Regions from separate parts of the Mus musculus genome. Here regions 2, 3 and 4 are each linked to region 1. The links are chromatin contacts, called in public HiChIP or PLAC-seq and promoter capture Hi-C maps. All regions are on one chromosome and are shown on one strand. Each heading gives the region's core, a stretch centred on a gene start, on an enhancer-like site or on the middle of the called end of the contact. The rest is flanking DNA. Distances are from core to core; before and after follow the strand shown. Region 1 has its middle 29 kb from the start of Gm40029. Region 2 overlaps Adprm (ADP-ribose/CDP-alcohol diphosphatase, manganese dependent). Region 3 has its middle 6.4 kb from the start of Tmem220. Region 4 holds the start of Myh3 (myosin, heavy polypeptide 3, skeletal muscle, embryonic).

The links. Promoter capture Hi-C pulls out the DNA fragments that hold promoters and counts their contacts. HiChIP or PLAC-seq counts read pairs in DNA pulled down with a chosen protein or histone mark.
Region 2: a contact with region 1 is called in an H3K4me3 HiChIP or PLAC-seq map of embryonic stem cells, with 3 times the contacts expected there. The contact joins two enhancer-like sites. A contact is called at or near these places in 2 of 39 promoter capture datasets (hippocampal neurons and second pharyngeal arch cranial neural crest), 3 of 484 Hi-C or Micro-C datasets (all in embryonic stem cells), 4 of 115 datasets of contacts at active chromatin or transcription factors (embryonic basal ganglia, embryonic stem cells and stem cell-derived neural progenitor cells) and 3 of 9 other capture datasets (adipose tissue, embryonic stem cells and pancreatic islet).
Region 3: an H3K27ac HiChIP or PLAC-seq map of embryonic stem cells shows a contact between it and region 1, with 3 times the contacts expected there. The contact joins two enhancer-like sites. A contact is called at or near these places in 17 of 484 Hi-C or Micro-C datasets (the HL-1 cell line, embryonic stem cells, gonadal supporting cells and 4 more) and 7 of 115 datasets of contacts at active chromatin or transcription factors (all in embryonic stem cells).
Region 4: a contact with region 1 is called in a promoter capture Hi-C map of embryonic stem cells, with 2.9 times the contacts expected there. The contact joins the promoter of Myh3 here to the enhancer-like site in region 1. A contact is called at or near these places in 5 of 39 promoter capture datasets (the 3T3-L1 cell line, embryonic stem cells, stem cell-derived epiblast-like cells and 1 more) and 1 of 115 datasets of contacts at active chromatin or transcription factors (the HL-1 cell line).

Annotation. Positions count from the first base shown.
Region 1 is chr11:67,377,093-67,381,491 of GRCm38.p6, reverse strand. No RefSeq gene overlaps it. Among named protein-coding and RNA genes, the nearest start is that of Gm40029, 29 kb to the right of the region's middle. Within about 2 kb of position 1,506, at least 55 of the 459 cell types and tissues checked have an H3K27ac peak or open chromatin away from gene starts, as enhancers often do. A contact at or near this core is called in the HL-1 cell line, embryonic stem cells and trophoblast stem cells, where this site is marked.
Region 2 is chr11:67,040,011-67,044,449 of GRCm38.p6, reverse strand. It overlaps Adprm (ADP-ribose/CDP-alcohol diphosphatase, manganese dependent), which reads left to right. Exons shown (of 5, transcript NM_025510.3): 3 at 2,343-2,969; 4 at 4,115-4,231. The coding sequence starts at 2,369. Among named protein-coding and RNA genes, the nearest start is that of Adprm, 10 kb to the left of the region's middle. Within about 2 kb of position 1,264, at least 31 of the 459 cell types and tissues checked have an H3K27ac peak or open chromatin away from gene starts, as enhancers often do. A contact at or near this core is called in embryonic stem cells, where this site is marked.
Region 3 is chr11:67,016,505-67,020,908 of GRCm38.p6, reverse strand. No RefSeq gene overlaps it. Among named protein-coding and RNA genes, the nearest start is that of Tmem220, 6.4 kb to the left of the region's middle. Within about 2 kb of position 2,873, at least 76 of the 459 cell types and tissues checked have an H3K27ac peak or open chromatin away from gene starts, as enhancers often do. A contact at or near this core is called in embryonic stem cells, where this site is marked.
Region 4 is chr11:67,075,247-67,079,648 of GRCm38.p6, reverse strand. Myh3 (myosin, heavy polypeptide 3, skeletal muscle, embryonic) reads right to left here and starts at 1,349. Exons shown (of 41, transcript NM_001099635.1): 1 at 1,325-1,349; 2 at 500-510.

The sequences.
Region 1 (4,399 bases), core at 257-2,756:
TTGAGTCATAAATAGGTTCTTCTATCAAATTAGAGAGTCATTTGCTGAGGCCTGAGGACAGAACCCCTCAGGCAGCTAACTTACAAAAGCTATTCACACCCTGCAAAGGAATAAAAATTCATGTACAGTAGAAACCCCATCTTACTCTCCACACCGTGGGCTTTCCTGACAAAGCCCTATGTTCTCACATGATGAAGACTAGCATGTACATATTAACATGGACTCTTTGTTTAGTACCTGTGAGTATAAGCATTCACGTGGTCATATTGATGTCACTTGTGCGTTTGCCCTTTAAAATATGCACAATCCTAGGGCAGCATGGTGGCTGCAAACCCAGGCATGCATGCGCAAACATACACACACACACACACACACACACACACACACACACACAGAGAGAGAGAGAGAGAGAGAGAGAGAGAGAGAGAGAGAGAGAGAGAGAGAGAAACTTTGATATTGACAGATTCTTTTAAACAGTCTGTGCCACATCTGTCAAATAAGGATAAAGTAAGAGCCTCCAGTGCCAGGCTATAGTGAGCAATGAGATGATCCACGGAAAGCTCTTGAAAGCGCACTGAGGATGTAATATGCACCCAGTTAACTCTGTGGCTGTAACTATTATGCTTATTACCATATCAGACTCAGGCAGACCTTTGTTACCGAGCATCTTAAGTTTTAGCTATTTAATTATAACAATGCTGTTATGTACACCCATCCTATCTGGTCTCTCCTGTATGTGCACAGCCCCCTTTATGCTGGATACAAGGTGGTAAGCCTGTCGGCTCTTGACACAGTTGGCAATTTTGTGGTGAGAAATGCATGAATCTAACGGAGCAAGGGTTTCTACAGGACGCAGTGTGAGGATGGAAGAAACTGAGGCAGGTTATGTCTTTGAGAGGAAGGCACTAATTGGTCTTGTTTACTTAACCGTTTGTTTCCCAGTACCAAGAATAGCTCCTGGCAGGACACAGGACCTCAGTTAATTCATTGTTAATCAAATGAGTTGGCTGACATATCTCCAGAAAGAGCAATCCTCCTGCCCAAGCCAGCAGCTGGCTGTGGGTGGCCCTGGGTTCAGATGGAAGCCATGTCCTGATTTTTTTGTGGGTCCAGATGTTTTGTCTAGCCCCACCCACATCTGTCCTTCCTGACTCATGGGACAGGAAGTTCCTGACTATGGGACACTGACTCTGAGCAAGAGTCTCTCCCTCCTGCTGTCGGCAGCCAGCGGCACTGAGCTCAACTGGAGACATCAGCTGAGGAAGAAATGATGAGATGTTAGGAGAGGCCGGAGTCTAGTACAAGCTGTGAAAGATGAGAGTTGTCTGCTGGCCCTGAGCGCTGGCTGATTCAACAGTGAGCAAGGAGAGAGACATGTCCCACATTGTCAGAGTCTTATGGAGTGGCACTGTCATTCCCCGGGAAAGAGACTAATGAGGGTGAGTGGGAAAGAAAGGGAAGTGGCCGCTGGCATTTGTGAGGTTACAGACACTGTGTCACTTTGCCCTTCCAGTGACCCATAGGAAAGGCAGAGTCGGTCCAACTTTAAGAAGCGCAGATTCATTCATTCAGCATGGTCTCCAGCCACAAAAGGAACATCTGCTGCTTTTGTCCTGCTGTTTCTTTGGAAATAGGAACCTGACCCAGTGGGAGGCTAGGAACCACCCTCCTCACTCTCAGTTTATGGAGCTTGGGAGGAGCTGATGACACTCACACTTCCAGGACCTGTGACCCAGACCTGACCAGCCAGACTCCGCATCCTCCAACCACCTCCTGCCCATGAACGTGGGACCATGTTCAGCAGCAACTGAAGCAAAGCAGTTCTGTTGTTTTTGTTTTCCCCTTTCCTGCAAGTGCCTGTATGCAACCATCGGATTTTAAAATGTCAGTTATAAGTTCATTCATTTTGGAACCATTTGGTCGCAGCTTTTATTTATTTATTTTCGGCGGTGCACTTGACTTAGGGCTTGGGAGGTGGCTCAGCAGGTCTCAGAGGCACTGCCTAAAAGACTGACGACCTGAGTTTAATCCCCAGAACCCACATAATGGAAGAGAGAACTGACTGCCAGAAGTGTTCCCGTAATTCCCAAAGGTTCACTATGGCACATGAATGCCTACACACGTGCACATATAGGCGTGTGCACACACATAAATGTAATAAAAATTTTAGAAATACAGTTGGTTTAAAGAGGGAAGGAGAGAGGGGAGGGGAAGGAGAGGGGAGAGAGAGAGATTGAGAGAGAGAGAGAGAGAGAGAGAGAGAATATGAATCATCTGAATGCCTACATCTGAACATGATGTTTTGGAGAAGGCAGGCAGCCTGAAGATTGACTGCTCTTGGAATTTCGTTTAGGTGAGCTAGTAAATTTCTTTTTCACCTAGATATTTGGAGCTGACCTTCTGAAACAGCGGACTCAGTCCTCAGGCCTGGAGCAGAACAGCACAGAGGGGATTTCACAGCAGCCTTCTTCCATGTCCTTTCTGTCCTCTCTCCAACCTTGCCCCGAGGAAGACAGAAGAAATCGCTCCTCTCACAGGTTTTCAATGAGCTACCTTGCTTAAGCTGACATAGGCTAGGGGGTTAGGCTGGGGGTTGGCTCTCCGTATTCCAGCATCTCTCACAGACAGGAATGTAGGTTCCTTTTGCCTGTATTTCATTGTTTCCTGTCAGCGACATGCTGCTAATGGGCTTACAAGCCTCTACCTGTACTTTGTAGTGTTTGCCAACTTTCATGGTGTGATATTCTCACCATGGCCAATTAATTTCAGGGAAGCGATGTCACGTGACCAAGTGGGGAGATGAAAAAGCACATCATTAGATAGTTTTTCCACCACACAGATTTCATGATGGTAGATAATCTCAAGAGATTTGAGGCAATAAAACGTCATAGGTCATTAAGAAGGGTTGGCCTTGAATATCTTGCTTTTGTTTTAATGCAAGTCATTTAACTCTAAGTTTCTATGACCTGAGATTTTTACTAATGCCTGAGTTCAATGGCTGGCTCACAGAATCCTTGCATTTTATAATTGGCGCTGCAAACTGGTTCTCGCTCACCACTGACATCACTCTGATGGGACGAATGGCCTCTTTGTAGGTTTGACAGTTTTTAGTAAGGATTGAGGACAGGATGAAATATGTAAGGAAACAGAATGCATTGTTACCTGCCTGCATAGGACTGTGGTATACTGATATCTGGGAAGCAGCAAGAACTCTTCCTGGCTCAGGCACCTCAATCAAAAAATCTATCGGCCCATAATGTACATGTGTAGAATAGGAAAGATCTTGCATTAGCCATTTTCCATAGGAAGCAAATAGCACATCTAAGTTAGTGCACTAGGGAGAATGTTTGAGGAAGAGACTTTATACAAAGGTGTAGCCCAAACGTAGGACACCACAGGCCCAGCAGGGCTTTATTTGACAAGTTCAGGTTGCCATTAATGTATCGGTGCTCTCAGGAAGTGAGAAGAACCTACCAGAACTTGGAGACAAGAGAAGACTGGGACACCTGATAGGCGATGAGTGCTTTGGCTGTAACAAAGAATGCTGGGGATAAATTGGACGCAATCTCCTCTTTCCCTCTGCTCTCCAATCCTGCCTCCCTGCTGTCAGGACCCAACCAAAGCCAAACTACAGTGGAGCACATCATTGTCAACCTCCTGGGTGCTCTGAACAGGGTGGGGAGGGATAGCAATGGTATAGCCCTGCAGAGTCAACAGCTAGCTAATCTTTTTCTCTTGGGTCTGAGAAAAGTTAAAGAGAACTTACCTTTGGAACTGCTGTTTGCTTTCTACTCATCCTTGCTAGAAGTCAGGGGCTTCCCCTGCAGGACCAAGGCATCATCTCTGGTCTGACAGAGGCTCCTTGGATGAGAAAGGGGTTGTTGGAGCAGGCTGTGGCTGCGGTCCTGTGCTCCCCTACCTGTGAAATAAGGGCCATCCATAAACAACAGTCTCTGTTGAGCTACATGTCTGCCACTGGGGTGCCTGAGCTCCATTTGCAAGCCTCTCAGGGGAGGCAGAGCACAGTCTGTGATAGGGGGCCCCCGCCTGAATTTTTCCAGGGGAGAAACAGTGAGGTCTGTAATGAATATTGCTGTCCCCAGACTCCTGTGTACACAGATGCCATTGTGGACCATGGGGAGTTGAGAACGGGGGTCTGAGGGTCTGTGCTTTCCCTATGCACCAGGCAAGAAGGGGATAGCTGAGCCCAGGACTGGGGGCAGAATCTCGTTTGGTCACCAGTGAGTGCTGAGAGCATGGAGGGTCTGGAAGAAAGAAAGCCTTCTCCAAGATATTTATCTGCAGCTCTTTATAATAAAGGCCTCCCATTGCAGCAATCCTTGATGAAGGATCTGGTCCTTCCTTGTCCAAACTGCTTTATTTGATTGAAGATGTGAAT
Region 2 (4,439 bases), core at 15-2,514, 340 kb after region 1:
CATGTGGGTCTTAGAAATTGAACTCGGTTCATCAGGTTTGGCAGGCAGCAACCTGTACCCAGTGACCCATCCAGTGACAGCAGTGTCAGAGTGAGGAGAGCCCCCATTCTCATGTCTAGCTGGAGCCTGGCCCCTGTGCGGAATATGGAGTTGGAGCCTTTCTGTTAGGAGTAGCTTAGAAGCTTAGACTGCGATTTCATGTTTCTTTAGAGATTTAAAGTAGGAACTTGGTTAGGCAGAGCAGGTGGTTAGTGACCAGGAGTCGGAAGGATTTTAGAAAGTCAGGAATTTTTAGCAACAGCTAGATTTTGGTCAATTCAGATAGAACTACAGAGGTTTTTTTGTTTTTTGTTTTTGGTTGTTTGGTTGTTTGGTTGGTTTGGTTTGTTTTTTTTTTTTTTTCATAATAAGAATAGTTTGTAATTTAGCACCTTGGCCTTTTATGTTTGTCATAATCCTTAGTATTCTTGGTTCTTTTAGCATTACAAATTCTGTTTATAAATAACCTAATGAGATACTTTCTAGAGTTTAAGTGGAGATTACGTGTGGGATGAAAAGATTGTGTTTTCTGTTCTGGCTCAGAATCTGGGGCCTGGTTCTAAGATTAGGAGAACCGGTTCAAATTAGAATTCACCTGCTCATAGAAAGGACAGTGGGTGCAGTGATGTCATAGCATTTGTAGTTTTCATTTATATATTTCTGTGTGAGTACACACCCATCTGTTTGAGAGCCCTAGGAAGCACAAAGGGGATATCAGGTCCCTGTGTTTGTAGATGCAATTACAGGTGGTTGTGAGCTTTCTGACCTGGGTACTGGGAATTCAGGCACCCTAGAGGAAGCTCTTTCGACCTCTGGGCATCTCTTCAGCCCATATACTGGGCTTTTTTGAATTTTTGAATTATTCTTCTTTATATTAGTTACGTTTCTATTGTGATTTAAAAAAACAATGACCAAAAGTAACTGAAGGTAGAGTTTATTTTGCCGTAGAGTTCAGAGGGATAAGAATCTTTTATATCCAGGTGAGGTAACACATACTTTTGGGAAGCAGAGGCAGGTGGATCTCTGTGAGTTCTAGGCTAACCTGATCTACACTGGGAGTACTAGGATAGCCAGGGCTACATAGAGAGACCCTGTCTCCAACAGTAGCCCCCCACCCCCGCTCTGTGAGTCTGCTGTATCAGGCAGGCATGATGGCACCACAGGGAGCCGAGGGAGGGCGTGGTCAACGGCAGGATGAAGCAGAGGGTGGACTGGAAGTAGCTCGGGGGCGGGGCTTTAAACAATGAAAGCCTGCCCTCAGTGGCTCACTTAATCCAACAAGGCTGCACCTACCCATAAATGCCACCGACTGGGGCGGGACACCAAACTCCCAAGCCTCTGGGGACTTTTGTCATTAAACTACCTTCTTTTCAGATCATTGCTGTCTTCCCTCAGATACTAAAGGGAAAGACTTCTTTCTGCAGGCTGCTCATCAGCAAAGAAAAAAGCCTTGGCCTGCCGGAGCATCCCAGAGTGGGCTCTGCTGTGGGAAGTAGGTGGCTGAGTGAGTGTGACGGTGCTGTGGGATGGGTGCGGTTTTATGTAAATGAAATACTTGTTTCAAGCTAGCCCGTGTAGAAGACATAAAAACCTGTTATTTTATTTCCCAGCTGTAAGCCTAGACTGGGCAGGCTCTGAGTATTCTCACCTTTATCCAAACCATAGGCCCCGTGCTACTTACCGTTCAGTCTCACTGGGCTGGCTCTGTTCCATGTGTGTCCTCAGGACAAGCTGCTTTTGGCCTCATGGTGACCTCCTTCCTCCATCAGTTCTCTCCTTCCTACTCCCCCCAGCCCCCATGGTCTCTCCTGAGACCCCTCACTCAATTCTCAGGTCCCACATTTCTCTCTCTACTACCCAGTCTCAGGCTCAAGCCTTTTATTAACCAATAGCTTTAAAGCGGGGAGCAAGGTTTACACAGCAAGGGCTGGTGTATGTGAGGATGCACTTGTCTGGGTGGCAGCCAGCTCTTGAATTTAGCATTTGTATACATAGCAACTGACAAATCCCCAATGTTTAAAATGGGTGCAAAGTAAGAAATGTTTCCAGATTTGAATTTGGCCATTGTGGTTGGAATTCCTGATGTTCAGTTTGGTAGTGCCCTCTTGTAAATGGTTAGTCTTCTGAGTGAGAGAGGTTATCATCTTTACGGATGAGAACTGAAACATTTCAGAGCTAAGACCTCAGTGCCTTCACACTTGTCTGTCTGTCTTGCTGTCTAGTGGATTAACCTTTTTGTCATTTTCTTCTGTCCACTGGAAGGCTGTAGTATTTTAACGTGGGTCTCTTTTCCCTCTCCTTAGCTTATTTAGAAGTCTGCTTGGAGGTTATGGCTGATAAGCTGGTGCCCAGTTCCCCGGCTGATGCTTCAGAGCCACTGTTTTCCTTCGGAGTTATAGCAGATATTCAATACGCAGATTTAGAAGATGGATACAATTATCAAAGAAGCCGGCGGAGGTACTACCGACACAGTCTTATTCACTTACAGGGTGCCATCGAAGACTGGAATAAAGAAAGCAGCATGCCCTGTTGTGTCCTGCAGCTTGGAGACATCATCGATGGCTACAATGCACAGTATAAAGTATCAGAAAAGTCTCTAGAACTTGTCATGAACACATTTCAGATGCTTAAAGTTCCAGTTCACCACACGTGGGGGAACCATGAGTTCTATAACTTCAGCAGAGACTACTTAGCAAGCTCTAAACTGAACAGCAAGTTTCTAGAAGACCAGATTGCACAGCATCCTGAGACCACGCCATCAGAGAACTATTACGCTTATCACTTTGTACCATTCCCTAAGTTCCGGTTCATTTTACTCGATTCTTATGACCTGAGTGTCTTGGGCATAGACCCATCTTCTCCAAAATATGAGCAGTGTATGAAGATGCTGAGGGAGCACAACCCAAATGTGGAGTTGAATAGTCCCCAAGGTGAATTATTGCTTTGAGCTGAGAATCTAATACTTTGTCTTTAAATTCTTCAGCTACCTTTTATTCAGCAGGAAGATGGATGATTAAGGTAAAAGTTTATTGTCATTGTTCAGGGTCAGGATTCTTGCACCTTGAAGTCTCATAAACATATTACAAGTAATTCAGACTTCAGACATTTAGCAGACATTCTGGACTGAGCACTTAGTAATTCTTTTTTCTTTAATGGAGAGAACCATAGCAGTGGGTGGGTAGGGCAGATAAGAATAAATATATTTGTTAGCTTTCCATCATTGGTCACTAACTACCTAAAATAATCAACTTACATGGGGGAAAGGTCTGTCTCGGCTTATGGTTTGGAGGCGTTCGGTTTGTAGTCCCTTGGCCAGGCTGCACTGTGGTACAGGAGCACATGGTGACATGGAATACACACTAGAGCCACCTGCCCACACGTTAGAGCCTGCAAGCAAAGTGGGGGAAGGGGGCTGAGCTGGTGGTCTCCCCATCGAGGGCATCCTTCCGTGACCTGACTTCCCTCACTAGTTCTCACCTCTAAAAGATGCTCTCACCTCCCAGTAATTCCACAGTTGGTGACCAGGTCTTTAACAAATGAGCCTTAGCAACATTTCACATCCATACCATAGCAGAAAATGAGACAAAAGCCAGATTCTCCCCTCGATGATAGCTGCAATGAGAAAATAGAGTGTGGTGTTACAGCAAAGGGCTAGTGGTGCTATTTTAGATTAGTGCAGACAGAAGCACTCCAAGGACACAAGAATGCAAGCCGTTGTCCAGGTGACAGGAGCTACACTTAGAAAGAGTTGGGTAGGGAGCTGGCAGGCACAGGAAACAGATGCAAATACTCCCAAGTGTCACAGCACAGGCCCGACTGGGGTGAAGGTAACAGGGACAAGGATATGGAGTAGGCCTCGGAGGACAGGAAGGAGGTTGTGTTTGGAGCATAGTGGAAAGCGAGTGAAGTACGCAGTAAGTAGAGACTAGGATTTACATCGCTGTATTTGTATATTGCTCTACATTCTTAAGATGTTGCTCCCCAAAGAAAGTGTATCCTTGCATTAGCTAAACTTGAATGCCCAGATGAGGGAGAGAATGACATGCAACAGGTCTAACTTGCTGAATTCGTTCAGGACTTTCTGAGCCCCAGTATGTCCAGTTTAACGGAGGATTCAGCCAAGAACAGCTGAACTGGCTGAATGAAGTTCTTACATTCTCTGACACGAACCAGGAGAAGGTGGTGATTGTGAGTAAGTATGCAAACCGTTCCTTTGGTTACACGGGCATTTTAGAAATTGGGAAGTTAATCCATGAAAGAACAGTAATATTTGTGTTTTGATATCTTCTTTCTGTAAAACAGATACTTATACCTTTTTGAGATTATAAAATAACTAACTGTATTGGTGTATGAATGTTTGCCTGAATATATCTTCGTATACTGTGTGCTTGCAGTACCCC
Region 3 (4,404 bases), core at 1,624-4,123, 360 kb after region 1:
ACCCAGGAGGCAAATGAGGAGCAAATGAGCAAATGGAGTAAATGAGGCACGACCCCCCTCCCCACCCCCAGCAAACGATAATGGTAATAGCGTAGGTTGTAGAGTCTTTATGCAATCCCAAGGTAGCTTTTGACGTCTTAACAGCGTCTCAAAGTCTGCATTTGTAAATCTAAACTAGGAGACATTAGTTTCTCGGGTGGGACTCTCTCTCTTCCCTGGACGACACAATCACGTACAGTTAACTCTTTTTGTTGGTTGTGTAAGGGTGACTTAGCAAATTATCCTGAAAGCAGAGGAATGATAGTCTCTTTACCAAAACAGAGAATCGATTATCTCATAGTTCTAGAGTCTGGAAGTCCTGTCAGCAGGACCACACTCCCCTGAAAAGGCTTAGGGGAACCACCTGCCTTGTTTTTTCTAGCTTTTGGGGGGCTCCTTCTGGACAAATCTCTCCTGTGGACTGTCTTGACTTATCTGTGTAGGTACCTGTCTGGTTTCCCCCAGCCCCCCAGGAAAGTCCTTTTCCTAAAGTCAAGCATTTAGAAAAAAGTCCCCATTTCCTCAGGGGCTTAAAGAAGTTTTCTGCTTGCTAACCAAGGAGTCATTCTCCTTATCTCTGGCTAGAGGAACTTGTGGCTCTTCCACTAACATGACTGTGGTGACTATTAACTAGGCCTCCAGGTTTCCCCAGTCCCTGCTCACAAGACCCCTTTCTCCCTTTTTGGTTTAACCCTGGAAATCTTTTCCAGTCTCTTCTCCTTGTTTTCCCAGGAGACAGCCTTGGCAGTTTGGTAAAAACCGTTTCACTTTCACCCACAGAGTGGCTATTTTGGCTTCATCGCTGGGTCCATTTTCATTCAATATCTTCTCTGTCTTAATTTTTTAAAGTTGTGTGGTGTGTGTGTGTGTGTGTGTGTGTGTGTGTGTGTGTGTGTGCACGCTCGAGAGCTAACATGTACACGTGGAAGTCAGAGGGCAGCTTGCCAGAGTCAGCTCTATCCTTCCACCCTGCAAGCCTTAGGGATTAAACTTGGATCCCGTCAGGCTTGACAGCCCACACCTTTACTCACTGGGGCATCTTGCTGTCTTCTCCTTTCTGTCTCACAGGTTTAGATTGATCCAAAGTTTCTGATTCTCGAGTTGATTGCATCTTTCTTTCTTTCTTTCTTTCTCTCTTTCTTTCTTTCTTTCTTTCTTTCTTTCTTTCTTTCTTTCTTTCTTTCTTTCTTTCTTTTAAAAGATTTATTTATTTATTATATGTAAGTGCACTGTAGCTGTCCTCAGATACTCCAGAAGAGGGCATCAGATTTCGTTACGGATGGTTGTGAGCCACCATGTGGTTGCTGGGATTTGAACTCAGGACCTTCAGAAGAGCAGTCAGTGCTCTTAACCACTGAGCCATCTTGCCAGCCCCTGATTGCATTTTTCAATGAAATTTTTTTTCTATGTAAGGTCATGTGCACAGACTTCTAGGGTTGGGGTGTAGACGTGTCTTTGGGGTGCTATCGTTCAGCAGGTTAACTGTAGAAACTTATCAATGTCTTCCCTCCTGTCCCTTCCCTGGGAAGCAACCTGTGACTCTCACAGACCTTTCTGCACAGCATCGTCCCTTCTTACTGCTACTCCTTGAAAAGGAGGCTGCCCCTGCGCTCTCCCAGGCCTCCTGGCTGGTTTCCCCAGCATCTGTCTTATTGTGGACTGAGCTGAGCTACCCTCCTTGTCCTTATGCTGACTATATGGAGAAAGGGCTTTTATGGAGATAGTTAAGTGACGTCACTAGGGTGGGATCCTCACCTGATAGGACTGGCATTCTTTATTTTTTTATTATTGGATATTTTATGTATTTATATTTCAAATGCTATCCCCTTTCCCAGTTCCCCTCAGGAAACCCCCTCCCCTTCCCCTCCCCCTGCTTCTGTGAGGGTGCTTGCCCACCCATCCACCTATTCCCACCTTACCACTCTGGCATTCCCTTACACTGGGGCATCAAACCATTCACAGTACCAAGGGCCTCTCCATCCACTGATGCCAGACAATGCCATCCTCTGCAGCTGGAGCCATGGGTCCCCTTCATGTGAATTCTTTGGTTGGTGATTTAGTCCCTGGGAGCTCTGAGGGGGGGGGGGGCGGTCTGGTTAGTGGATATTGTTGTTCTTCCTATGGGGTTGCAAACCCCTTCATCTCCTTCAAGGACTGGTGTTCTTATAGGAAGAGGATTCAATATACATCTCTAAACATCCTTCTCCCCTTCTGGGAGAGCCCAGGGGAAGCCACGGGAGGAGCTGTGAGCAGGAGGCCAGGAAAGAAGCAACCCTGATGGCATTGTGAACTCACAGCACGGCACTAACCTGTTGTTTAAACTGCCCACCCCTCGCAGTGCTGTACCTGTGAGGGTAGCCAAGCCAAGATCTAGGTTCTGAGCTTGCTCCCACTCACTTTGCAACTGGTGACCTCTGCAAGACACAACTCTCAAACTTCTACCTAAAACCATCCCTCCCTCCTTCCCTGTCTCCATCCTGTGCTATGCCCCTCCTCCACTCCTGCCTCGCCCTCCCACCTCCCCGCCCCCTTCTTCAGATTGATGCAGGGCACTGCTCTCCGGAGCACCAGAAACTTAAAGATTGTACAGACCAGACAACCTCACCTAATCTTCAAATAGGAACTCCAGGGTCAAAGACCAATAGTTTGAACAGTCAGTAAAATCCGACAAAGCTGGGTCCAGCAGTCTGAACTTCCTCCCCGTAGGGCTTCCTTCCCCACATCTTCATATCAGTTATGTCCCCTGTAACCCTTTGGTTACACAGCCTTCTATTATGCAAATCTCGCTCCTGCAGATCTGGGTTCCACCCGCTCCTTCTCCTTCGCCTATTTTACTCTCCCTCCTGTTTGCACTCGGTCTCCTGGGGCAACCCTGCCACACCCTCCGCAGCTGCCTTTAGCTCTGGTAGTATGGTCACACTGGCAATTAAACAATGAGTTGCTTGGTGTCTGTGTGACTCACCAGACTACAAGCCCCATGAGGAGAATATCTGCATCTGTTTTCTTTCTTTCTTCCAGTTGCTTCCCCAGGCCCAGCACAGTTAGCACACAGCTGGGGCTAAGCCACTATGACAGGAAAGAGCCACAGACTTAAGGAACCGTCCAGATGAACACCTACCATCCGTTAGATCTTTTTACAGTGTATATGAGTTCAAAGGATTCTTGACACTCACCAAAACAGTTACCTAGAAAAAAAATACCTTTTTGTTTTATGACAAAGAACAGAAGGTTAGATATATGTCACCAGGACCAGAGCAAAATTCTGGAACAAACCAACAGACATCCTATTACAGACAGCAGTGACCCAGGCCTGCCTCATGCCCCACTTGCAGCTACTGAACAGCAAGCAGCCTTTAGATGTTTCATTCCCAGTTGGTGGATGTGCTAGCTTTAGTCATTAATATTTTTATTTGCATTTGTATGTGCATGTATGTGGGGGTGTGTGCATGCACACATGGAGGTCAGAGGATAAACTTGTGAGTGTCAGTTCTCTGTGTCTACCGTGTGGGTCCTAGGATTGAACTTGGGTCCTCAGACTTGGAGGCAAGTGTTTTCATCTGCTGATCCATCTTGCTGGCCTCCTGCTAGCTTTAGATGATGAAAGAATTCTTAACAGGATTATTTTTTCAATCCAGGTATCAGTCCTGATCATGTGCGTGTTTGGGAATGCCACAGCACGCCTGTCAGAGGTCATAGGACACTTCTCAGGGGTTGGTTCTCTCCTTCCATAGGGAGCTCTGAGGAGCACCCTTGGGTGTCTGCTTTGTGCGGCAAGTGCTTGTTCCATCTGAGCTGTCTCTTAGACCCCCCACATCACCCCTAAGAGGAAACTTGCTAATGAATAATACTTTTCTTTATTAAATAATTGTTGCAGTCAAGAGGAGAACGGTCTTTCTGTGACTCAGTCACACAGTGGATCACTGATAGAAACATAAGGGAAGGAACGCCTCAGCATCCTGGATAGGCAGCCATGCTCAGAGAGAGGAGAGAAGGAAGGTTATTTATGAGAAAGTCGTCACCAGGTAAGGCCATTTCTGGTGAAGCACATCCCGTCGGCCATTCCCCTGGGATGGGTGGGGATGGACTAGGAGAGGTCAGGAGAGAGTGTGTGGCCAGTGACCACAGTGCTCTGTATCTTGAGGGAGAGGTTGTTATCCGTGTGCCTGTACTCGTCAACACTGTAGCGTTTGTACACGTCAGAGTTGCTAATGTCTCTGTTTGCAAACTGTGTCACCAAAAATAAACCCGTGAGCAAATACTGGATTGGGGCTGTGCTGAAGTGTTTTGGGTGATCTGTACAGTGGCTTAAACATATGATAGGTTGATGCTGGTAGGTGGAAGGATGGGTGGACAGCGGTGTAACAA
Region 4 (4,402 bases), core at 100-2,599, 300 kb after region 1:
AACATTCAAAATTAAATACCATGAAAAAAAAAAAAGAAGTAAAGGCATTCCATGAAAAAAAAAAGGTAAAAGAATTCCTTAAAGAGAGAATACTAAGCAGAAAATGGCAGAGACAGCTTTGAACTGTTTTGAATCGACATGGTTTCTGCCTCCCATGCTAAGAATAGACTGAAGGCCAGGCATGGTGGTCTATGCCTTTAGTCCCAGAACTTCGGAGGCTGCGACAGGTGGATCTCTGTGAGTCTGAAGCCAGCCTGGTCTACCTAGAGAGTTCAATGCCATCTGGGGCTACACAGTGAGATCCTGTCTCAAAAAACAAAGGAACAACAAACCACCATAGAGAATAGATGGGAACCTCTAGCCGCACCCCTGAGGATGAAGCCTGCACTTCTCCGTTAAGCTCTGTAACTCCTCGGGGGCACAGGCATGAGGGGGCAATGGGTGATCTGGGTTTACCTGAAGACTTCCTGAAGCTCTGGGATGTGGCCCCAATGCTCACCTGAGTCACACCTGCAGGACAGCAGAGAGCAGCAGCAGTTGTGGACGTATGGGACCTGCAAGAGCATGCACACAGAGTTTAGTGGCCACCGTGATGTCTGCTTCTGTGACGAACCAGACCTTGGTGAGGCTCAACTAAGACACACAAAGGACTAGACAGTCAGAAAGATCCTTAGCTCTGAGGCAAGCCCTAGGACTGCAGACAGATCATAGTCTACAGCTAGGCATAACTACCAACTGCCTGGCAGGTTGGCTCCTCCAGCCCACTCTGACAATTTCTTCAGACTGCAAGATCCTTCATTGTGAACAGGGCAGGGATTCTAAATGGACTGAGTCCCTGCCAATAAAAGCTTCTGTTAGCGGGTGGGGACAGGCCTCCTGGTTATCTGAAAATGGAGACGATGCTGAGATTGGCTAATTTAAACCTGTTAAGCAAACATGTAGTCTTGAGGCCACTAAACACCCAGCAGGTATAGCGTCCAGGTAGGAAACACAGAGTCCCCTGTTCATTCTGTGGATCAGAGAGGCAACAGGAGAACATGGAGCCATGGTGGACAGGCCCATGCCTGTCCAACAGGATCCTTCCCAAGCAGAGAAAAGAAAGGGTGGGCAGGACCCCAGCTTCGATGATCTGCTAGAGGCAGTGGGATGCTGGGCTCTTGGGTCTCGCATCTCACTCTACTGTATTCCTTGAGAACGCCTTGAGAAGAGAAAAGAGGCTTGCCTGCTATAACAAAGCCAGGGAGGGCCACAGTCCAGGGCAGTGGCCGAATCAGGTCTAGAAGCAGTAAATGCCACAGAGATACTAGGAAAGTGTAAGACTTACCTCTGACTGTGACAGAGAGAAGCATAGAGGAGAGCTGCCCCCTGGGCTTTTATAGGCCACCACTAACCCCCTGGGCTCATTCTTCCTCTATATTTGGAAAGAGAATGACTGACACCACAGGCTGAGAACTGGCCCCCTCCACACGTATTTTTCGCCGTTGCCAAGGGAAAAGTATATATAGAAATGAGCAGGGTCCGAAACCATTTTTTCCAACTGTAGAAAGCTGGGAATTTGAGATGCCTTGCTCTGTGAACTCAGGGCTGTAGCTTCTCCACCTAGCACAATGGGATCTCCTTTGCTTTAGGAGCCCCTACCTGGCTCCATCCTGCAGGCCATCCCACCCTGAAATCAGCTGAAGCCACTACCACTTGGGAACAGGGGACACACAGTTGTGCTATTTGCTTAGAAAGCTCATCGAAGATAAAGTAGAATTGAACTTGTTGAAGTCCCCTCACGGTTATGAGCCAAACTCTGTAAAACTTGTGCAGTTGGATTATAGTTTTTTTTTTCTCCTTCTCCATCTCTCTCCTTCCCCTCATTACTTTCTGTCTCATTACTATAATTATTTACTTAATCCTTTCTTAAGCACTAGCAGGACCAACAAGCAAGTAAATGACAGGGAGCTATGCCACCAGCCCATGTTCACAGTGACAGCTGCTTAGGGGCCTGTGGTTATCAAGACATATTACCAATTAGGAAAGGCCAGCTGCCAGCCTAGATAGGGGGCGAGGGGAACGGTAGTGGCCTGAAGAGAAAGGGGGGATGGGTATCGCCTAACAGATGCTGTCATTTCTAAATCAGGACTGGAAAATTAAACCTTAACAAGAGAATTAAGGTACAGTTGACATTTTTGTCCATTTCCATTCCTCTCTTTCCTGGTCCAGTCTTTGTGGTGAGGGTCTGAGTTGTATGGGGTCATGGTTGTTCATTTAATAGAGAACTTCATGCCAATACATCCCATTTGAGAATATGGACTGTCCTCTTACAGCCTACCCATACACTGGTAAGGGAAGAAGGGAGAAAGCAGGACCAAAGTCTTCATAGGGACCATTATTTTTTTCGAGACAGGGTTTCTCTGTGTATCCCTGGCTGTCCTGGAACTCACTTTGTAGACCAGGCTGACCTCGAACTCAGAAATCTGCCTGCCTCTGCCTCCCAAGTACTGGGATTAAAGGCATGCACCACCACCGCCCGGCCATAGGGACCATTATTAAACATCCTCTGTATGTTCTTTCCTATTGAGGACTCTTCAAAAAGGCAGAGTGGAATCGGAAGATAGTCTTTCCCCAACATAAACCATTTTGTGGGCAATGAGTCATACAGCCTTCACACATTCCCTTCCAAGATTTAGGCAATTTCATAGCAGAGAGGCCACGCTGAGGCTCTCTGATGCCTGTGGTTAGCTAGACATCAGGCCACAGTGAAGTCACATCTTCTCATTGCTCCTCTTGCTCTAGTTTGGACTGAAATGTCCCTCTTCCTTCTAGCACCATTCGTCCTGAAGTGTCCACCCATCACCTGGAAGAGTATAATCTCCTGGCTCTGAGTTTCTTGCCCAGTGGCACATTGTCTCAAGCTTCCATAGTCTCTTCTGTTCAGATCCCGTGAAGACATGCGTGGGCAAAAGAGACATGGGTCATCTAGGCATCACCAAGGGAACAGATGTCGACAGACCCCACCCCCCACCCCCAGGACAATGCCAGAGGCTGTGGCTGTGTCTTTGACATTAAGCATACACAGGTGGAGAGATGGGTGCCTCCAGCTTCTTCTTCATCAGCAGTTCTTGTTGGGAAGCGCTTGTCCTACATAGCCATCCCTGGACTGTGTAACAGGAGCCATTCACATGCCCAGGACTCAGAAGAGAAAGACTCTGCACAGGTTCCTTGTACCTACTAACCTTCTAAAGTCAGCTATCCTTTCTTCTCGCCATCAGACTCCTCTGTTGCTATCAAATAGATTCAAGTAGATCCAAGCCTAGCAGAAAGCACGGTGGAGTCAAAAGCACCCCATTGAGGGATCCAAGAAGTCACTTGCTAAGTACTTTTCTTTACATGTAAGGATTTGAAGGTGGGGGAAAGAGGAAGGTTCCAGGGACTGAGAAGAGAGCAGCGTTGGAGACAGAGGACAGCTCTTCAGAAGTTCTGAGGAACATGGATGGCAGCAATAACTATGACCAGAAAAGCAGTGTAAAGAGTTTGTGTAAGGAACCTAGAGGCTGGTCCTTTTGGAATTCATCTGAAGAAAGGGGAAGATGTGCCCAAAGTAGAGGTGGGCTTGGCTCGCTACAGAAAGAATGTGGGGCTGGGATTCAGATCTGCACTAGTTACCTTCTCCCTAAACCGTGGGATAGGATGTTGTGCTTCAGGGACCCTCATCTGCCAAATGAGAGTGGTATGTGTATCTCGTGGACTAGTTAGGTGCATCCCCGTAGGGTATTCAAGTATTTGGCACACCGTGGGTGTTTGGTACCCCAGTGTTTGTCAAATGGAAGCTGTTTCCTCCACTTGAATGCAGTATGACAAGACTACCTTCCTAAGCGGTAAGCTTAAGTGGATTATTCTAAATATGTGTTTACTCAATGGCAGACAAGGAAAGAGATCAGATTATATATATATATATTTGTTTTTGGTTTTTTGTTTTTGTTTTTGTTTTTGTTTTTTGAGACAGGGTTTCTCTGTGTAGCCCTGGCTGTCCTGGAACTCACTCTATAGACCAGGCTGGTTTCGAACTCAGAAATCCGCCTGCCTCTGCCTCCCAAGTGCTAGGATTAAAGGCGTGCGCCACCACGCCCAGCCAGATAATATATTTTAAGGTGTCTATCTAAAGAGAAAAATCTCAGAATTTTCTCGTTACTAGAAGAGGCAGCTTTCAGAGGCAAACTGGATGCTCTTTAGCCGTGGAATTCTCCCTCTGATAAACAGGGGACAGATGACATATAGTATATTATTAGCTGTCTCTGGGGAACAGAGGAACCCTTGTTCTTTGAGCCATCACACAGGCAGAGCTAATCCCCACAGCCGGAGCCCAGGGCTTCATTTATCCCTCAGGAGCTGGAAAAAAATGGACTGTGTCTCAGGA